Linked DNA regions of Triticum aestivum: region 2 is linked to region 1. The links are chromatin contacts, called in public Hi-C maps. All regions are on one chromosome and are shown on one strand. Each heading gives the region's core, a stretch centred on a gene start, on an enhancer-like site or on the middle of the called end of the contact. The rest is flanking DNA. Distances are from core to core; before and after follow the strand shown. Region 1 holds the start of LOC123070335 (brassinosteroid LRR receptor kinase BRI1). Region 2 has its middle 310 kb from the start of LOC123070335.

Region 1 (3,421 bases), core at 891-3,390:
TAGGCATTCACCCACACATTGTGTGTGACATGAGCGGGGGCAGCCCACACGGGCTGTGTGTGGGCGAACAGTAGAATTGCCCGCACGTGTGGGCGTAGCTATTTCGTGCCACACGCCCAACAAGTACTACTCATCCCCACTTCGCGCGTGTGGCACGAAGCAAATATACCCACACGTCCTGACGCAGCTACAATAGGAACCCCGTGGGATGACGATTTAGTTGCCATCCGGGATGACAGATGTAGTTATCGGGATGGCAAATATGGTTGTAAAAGCATGTCAACTCTCTCTGTTTTGGTTAACTATAGTTGTCATGTCTAATTTATGGTAGTTGCCGCTTGTAATCAAATCATAGTTATCGTGTGTGATTAATTACTTGCCATATATGGTCAAACAATAGTTATCATGTGTGTTTATCTAGTTGCCATGTGTGGTTAAGCACAATTGCCATGTATGTTTACCTGATTGCCACGTACGCGCAACTACAGTTGTCGTCTGGCAAAGGAATCATAGTTGCCATGTGTGTTTATCTAGTTGGCATGTACGCGCAACTGCAGTTGCCATCCAACAACGCACGACTGTCGTGTGGGCGAAAAGCAGTTCGGCCACACGCGCGTGGACTAGGTGGTGGCTGTCAGGGCAGAAACTAGTTCGCCCACACAGCGCAACTGGCAAACGCGTGCTGTAGGCGTATGGGCGACCTCCAACGCCCACGCACCGGCCTTGTCCTACGTGGCACGCGGAAATGGCCTCGGTGTGTCAAGATTCATGCAAACTTAATTGGACGGTGATTCAGGCGTGTGGGCGAGTTGCAATGTTGCCACACGTGCGGGCGTTAGTGTTTTCGTTTTTTTATTCATTCCCAACCCACTCCATCCGTTTTTATTTACCACAAATATTAGCTTTGACCTAGGTTAGACTTTATAGATCAAGTTTATCAAAAAGATCTAAATTTTCACAATAACAAGTATCTATGGTATGCAAATACATTTAATGATGATTCTAATGATATTTTGGATGTTAACACTTTCTTTGTACTATAAACTTGATCAAAATTTATAAAGTTTGACTTGAGACAAAGGCAATATGCGAAGTACTCCCTCCTTAAACTAATATAAAAGCGTTTAGAATACTAAAGTAGTGATCTAAACGCTCTTATATTAGTTTACAGAGGGAGTACGTACTAAATAAAAACAGAGGGAGTATGAACGAAAGACGCCTAAAACGGTTGGTCTGGATCATCATATGTCCAAGTGTGCCAAAATAACGGCTCAAGCACATAGAGCATGGATATAAGACTTGCAGGATTTGCAAGTTTACGAGTAAAGACAATTCTGGACGTGGGTAATTGCATGCGCTTGGTTTTGGTTTTTTGCGGGAATTTGCATGCGCTTGCCGAACCAGCGCGTACGTACGGGTAGCGAAGGCTGGAAGAAACTAAACCACGGCGCCGAACCGTATCCGTACCGGAGAGAAAAGCAAATCTCCGGCCAGCTTGTGTGGCCGTGCGTGATGACTTCATCGCGTCGCGTAGGTTAGCGGGCGGTCTGACACGCCGGGGACGAGAGAGAGAGAGAGGTGGGGGGGGGGGGGGGGGGGGGGGCATTGTGGGGAGCCTGGAAAAAGGTGGCACGCACGCACGCTCCGGCCGGCCGCCCGGATCGGATCTACCAGCCCACCTCGGAATTAAAGACAAAAACCCTTCGCGAAGCAACGCAGCCCACGCGTCCCGGATTCCTCCTCCGCACGCCCGGCTCGGACCGCGACCTCGCTCCTCCTTCCCCACGATGATGATGATGAGACCCAAAGCAGTCATTTCCTCCGGCCTCGCCTCGCAAGGCCCGGCGGCACGTGAGCGCGCCTCGAGCAGAGCAGCGCCTGTCCCCGCCCCGCCCCGCCCCGGCGATGGGATCGGGCTCCTGGTTGGTTAGCGTCGCCGTAACTAGCGGATAAGCACCGTGCTTAGCTTTGGTTAGCTTAATCAAATCGCACCGCGGATTACTACTACCACGATTTGTTCGTTGGCGGACGGGGGCACATGCCATGTGACCCCACCACCACTGCCCCCTCTTACCTACAGCTGTTTAATCTGCCCCCCGCCTCCTCTCTCCTCTCTCTCTCTCGCTTCTTCTCCCCTCTTTCTTTCTTTCTCTCCCCCCACCACCACCATCTCGAGTTGGACCTCCCCCTCACTTCCCACTCTCTCCCTCCTCTCTCCTCCTCTCTCTCTCTCTGCTCCCACTTCTGCAGACCGCTTCTCTTATGGTCTCAAGGTAGAGCGCGCTCCTCCATGGATTCCCTGCGGCTGGCGATAGCGGCCGCGCTCCTCTTCCTGGCGGCGCTCGCGGCCGCCGACGACGCGCAGCTGCTCGACGACTTCAGGGCGGCGCTGCCCAGCCGGGACGCGCTCGACGGCTGGGCCGCGCGCGACGGCGCCTGCAGGTTCCCCGGCGCGGTGTGCAGGGGCGGGCGCCTCACGTCGCTCTCGCTCGCCGCCGTCGCGCTCAATGCCGACTTCCGCGCCGTCGCGACCACCCTGCTGCAGCTCAGCGCCGTCGAGAGGCTCAGCCTCCGCGGCGCCAACGTCAGCGGCGCGCTCTCCGCCGCGGCCGGCGCCAGGTGCGGCAGCAAGCTGCAGGAGCTCGACCTCTCCGGAAATGCCGCGCTGCGCGGCTCCGTCGCCGACGTGGCCGCGCTCGCCGCCTCCTGCGGCGGGCTCAAGACGTTGAATCTCTCCGGCGATGCGGTTGGTGCCGCCAAGTCCGCTGGCGGTGGCGGTGGCGGGCAGGGGTTCGCGGCCCTGGACGCTCTCGACCTGTCCAGCAACAAGATCACCGGAGATGCCGACCTCCGCTGGATGGTGGGTGCCGGCCTCGGCTCTGTCCGGTGGCTGGACCTCGCCTGGAACAAGATCTCCGGCGGCCTCTCGGACTTCACCAACTGCTCCGGGCTGCAGTACCTTGACCTGTCCGGCAACCTCATCGCCGGCGATGTCGCCGCCGGGGCGCTCTCCGGCTGCCGCAGTCTCAGGGCGCTCAACCTCTCCAGCAACCATCTCGCCGGCGCCTTCCCGCCCAACATCGCCGGCCTCACGTCGCTCACCGCCCTCAACCTCTCCAACAACAACTTCTCTGGCGACGTCCCCGCCGACGCTTTCACCGGCCTACAGCAGCTCCAGTCGCTGTCCCTCTCTTTCAACCACTTCAGTGGCTCCATCCCTGATTCCGTCGCTGCGCTGCCGGACCTCGAGGTGCTCGACCTCAGCTCCAACAACTTCTCCGGCACCATCCCCTCGACCCTCTGCCAAGATCCCAACTCCAGGCTCCGCGTGCTCTACCTTCAGAACAACTATCTCTCCGGCAGCATCCCGGAGGCCGTCTCCAACTGCACCGACCTTGTCTCCCTCGACCTCAGTCTCAAC
Region 2 (3,374 bases), core at 592-3,091, 310 kb after region 1:
TAGAAAACACTATGATGAGTGGGAACCTACTATTAAAATTAAAATTAAAGATTATGAGTTTCATGCTTTGTGTGATTTGGGTGCTAGTATTTCTAACATTCCCAAAACTTTGTGTGATTTGCTAGATTTCCGTGACTTTGAAGATTGCTCTCTAAACTTGCATCTTGCGGATTCCACTATTAAAAAGCCTATGGGAAGAATTAATGATGTTCTTATTGTTGCAAATAGGAATTATGTGCCCGTAGATCTTATCGTTCTTGATATAGATTGCAATCCTTCATGTCCCATTATTCTTGGTAGACCTTTCCTTAGAACGATTGGTGCAGTTATTGATATGAAGGAAGGGAATATTAGATTCCAATTTCCCTTAAAGAAGGGCATGGAACACTTCCCTAGAAAGAAAATAAAATTACCATATGAATCTATCATGAGAGCCACTTATGGATTGCCTACCAAAGATGGCAAAACCTAGATCTATCCTTGCTTTTATGCCTAGCTAGGGGCGTTAAACGATAGCGCTTGTTGGGAGGCAACCCAATTTTATTTTTTGTTTTTTGTTTTTGCTTATGTTTAGAAATAAATAATCCATCTAGCCTCTGTTTAGATGTGGTTTTATATTTTAATTAGTGTTTGTGCCAAGTAGAACCTATATGATAACCTACGATGATAGTTGATTTGATTCTGCTGAAAAACAGAAACTTTGCACGCACGAATATAATTTTTTTAAATCACAGGAACGTGATTTTGCGTTGATTCTTTTTGCTGATGTTCAATAGAAAAATTGTCCAGGACTTCCTATTTTGGTAGAATTTTTAGAGTTCCAGAAGTTTGCGTTAGTTACAGATTGCTACAGACTGTTCTGTTTTTGACAGATTCTGTTTTGTGTGTGTTGTTTGCTTATTTTGATGAATCTATGGCGAGGTGCGGCTGTGGAGGTCGAGCGGCGGCCAAGGAGCAGAAGGACGGGACTGAGGATGGGGGCATGGGGCTGGGCGACGGCGCTAACCCTAACGCCACCGCACCAGACCGTCTGCTTGTGTTGTTGTAGGCTGGCTCACGGGGGCTGGGCTTCGGCCCATGTGCTTGGCGAAGCGGAGGAGAGTGCTACGACTGGACGACGAGCGAACGAAACGCTAGGTTCGACGAAACGTAAGAGGGGAAATGGAACCCTCCGTTTATTTTAGGTAGTATAAAGAGATAGAGAAATACCCCATCCGTACCAACATATAAGACGCTCTAGTGTCCACAAAGTCTGATGTTTTGATACAAAAGAAGTATCTAACTATAGTATGGTCTGAAACAGTAGTCTAAAGCGGGTTATGCCTAACATGAAACGAAGAGAATGATAGATGTTTCGTGCCTGTGTTGTGAGACGCCTCTTTGTAAAATTACTATGATTTTTACTTTAAATCATAGACACGCAAATATCATATGTGTTCTTGAAAATGACCATAGCTTTGTTCGACCCCTCATGGTTAAATCCTGGCTCCGCCCATCCATCACAAGTGGTCGCGTCCCCATATGCAAATGCAAGCAAAGCCCGGGTTATGGAACGATCATCAGCCCCAAGCAACAACCGGGCCTCAAACAAACAAGAGATCCACGTCAACAGGAGAAGGGTGGGACGTTGCCATCAGAGATCAGACCCAACCGTGCGCGTAAGACGTGCGGTCACCGCAACCCCACACCGCCCACATGGCCGGATTTGACCGCTGGCCGGTTGCCATGCCGAGCACCGGATCCTCGCCGTGCCGCGCGGGACTTGCCACGCCCAACGTGCGCTATACCGCGCACGTAGTACGTGGCTGTTGCGTTCGTGCCGCCACTGCCGCTTGACTGACGTGAGAGCTGTGTGCGCCTTTGGCCGCTTGTTCACTTGAGAGGGGGTGGTGGTCGCCATCAGATCAGCTGGCTAGCTCGCCCGTGCGGGGAACGGGATTTGGGGGGCGCTACAGGCCAACGGGGGTTTAATGCCGCGCCCCGTGCGCACCCCCGTTCCGTCCAAGTGGGGCTTGCCTTGCTTCTGTCTGCTGCCCCCGTGATATCGGTGAAACCGGGATCCCGGCGGGGTCTCCGGCGTCATGCATGCACGCAGTGCTGCAGGTATGTTGTGCAGCTGACTTTTCACGGGTTATTACTGGTTCTCAATTTTGCTCAGAATTTTTCTTACGGAAAATGTACAGAGAATCGTAGATTCTTTAGCGACGGGGTCATGTCTCGTGCTAGAGTAGACGCTACGGGAAGTGGACGACGTACACGCAGCAGCGGCGGCAGCAGCATAAATTCTTGGCTTCAGGTGGTGCTCTGCCAAGCTGACATGGTGAGTGAGAGTGCGGGGTCGCCTCTGTCCAACCTTCATCTATCAGATTCAGATGCGACTAGACAACGAGCCTAGTTGTACTCCCAAACGCAGCAAAAGGCCACTTCATTTACCTCCTCCTTTTCTTTTTCTTAAAAACAACAACTTCATTCCCCTTAATTAACATGCATTATCACGCCTGCGTAGGGCATAGTATAGTGTAATTGTTAAGATGCAATATACTCCCTCCAGTCCAAAGTAACTTTCTACACCCAGGAGCAAATGCTCCTGGTGTGAACTGCACAATCATAAATAAAAAACTGAAATTTTTTTGGGACATACTTTCGCAAATGCTTGTCGTGCATGCAATATTTCATCATGAAATCATATTGGTGCAAGTTGTGACAAAAAAACAAAAATCAAAGCTCCAAAATGCTTTTATAAGTAACATTTTCAAAGCATTGGTTTTGTTTTTTTACCACGCCTTCCACCAATGTGATTTTGTGATGAAATTTTGCATGCATAACTAACATTTGTTGAAGTATGCCACAATTTTTTTTGAATTTTTTGAAATATTTTTGAATTTTCTTTATATTACTGTTCACATCAGGAGCATTTGCTCCTGGGTGTAGAAACTTCACGCCCCCCTCCAGTCCCTTATACAAGGTCACAAACTCAGATTACAAGTATCAATGTAAAATTTAATGATTGCTTTGCAATCCAAATTTTCTTTTCGTCAACAGGGATCATTAGTACACCGCATGCATGCAAGGACTTAATGGGAATGAAGTAGCTCTTTGTTGTTATGACTGCATGCAAGCAAATCTCTACTCCTAATCTCTACTCCTAATGGAGCAGTGGGTAGCCTGGTACGGTTTATTTTCGTCCCACCTCCTCCCACTGGTTTTTGTCCCTCCCATTAAAAAACCAAGTCCCATTAGGGGGATCTTGTTGCATGCTTCCTTTGGTAGGTGTTGATTCAATTCAATTACGTAAACAATAAGTAATTAAGAATTCAATTACGTAAACAATAAGTAATTAAGAATTCAGAAATTGCACCATATATGTGAGATCA

What was found. A called contact is a pair of places that touch in the nucleus more often than the background predicts.
Region 2: a Hi-C map of leaf shows a contact between it and region 1, with 4 times the contacts expected there. The contact joins the enhancer-like site here to the promoter of LOC123070335 in region 1. A contact is called at or near these places in 2 of 5 Hi-C or Micro-C datasets (both in leaf) and 1 of 1 datasets of contacts at active chromatin or transcription factors (leaf).

Annotation. Positions count from the first base shown.
Region 1 is chr3B:456,898,080-456,901,500 of IWGSC CS RefSeq v2.1, forward strand. It overlaps LOC123070335 (brassinosteroid LRR receptor kinase BRI1), which reads left to right and starts at 2,141. Exons shown (of 1, transcript XM_044493483.1): 1 at 2,141-3,421. The coding sequence starts at 2,291.
Region 2 is chr3B:457,209,915-457,213,288 of IWGSC CS RefSeq v2.1, forward strand. No RefSeq gene overlaps it. Among protein-coding and RNA genes, the nearest start is that of LOC123070335, 310 kb to the left of the region's middle. Within about 2 kb of position 1,842, at least 3 of the 8 cell types and tissues checked have an H3K27ac peak or open chromatin away from gene starts, as enhancers often do. A contact at or near this core is called in leaf, where this site is marked.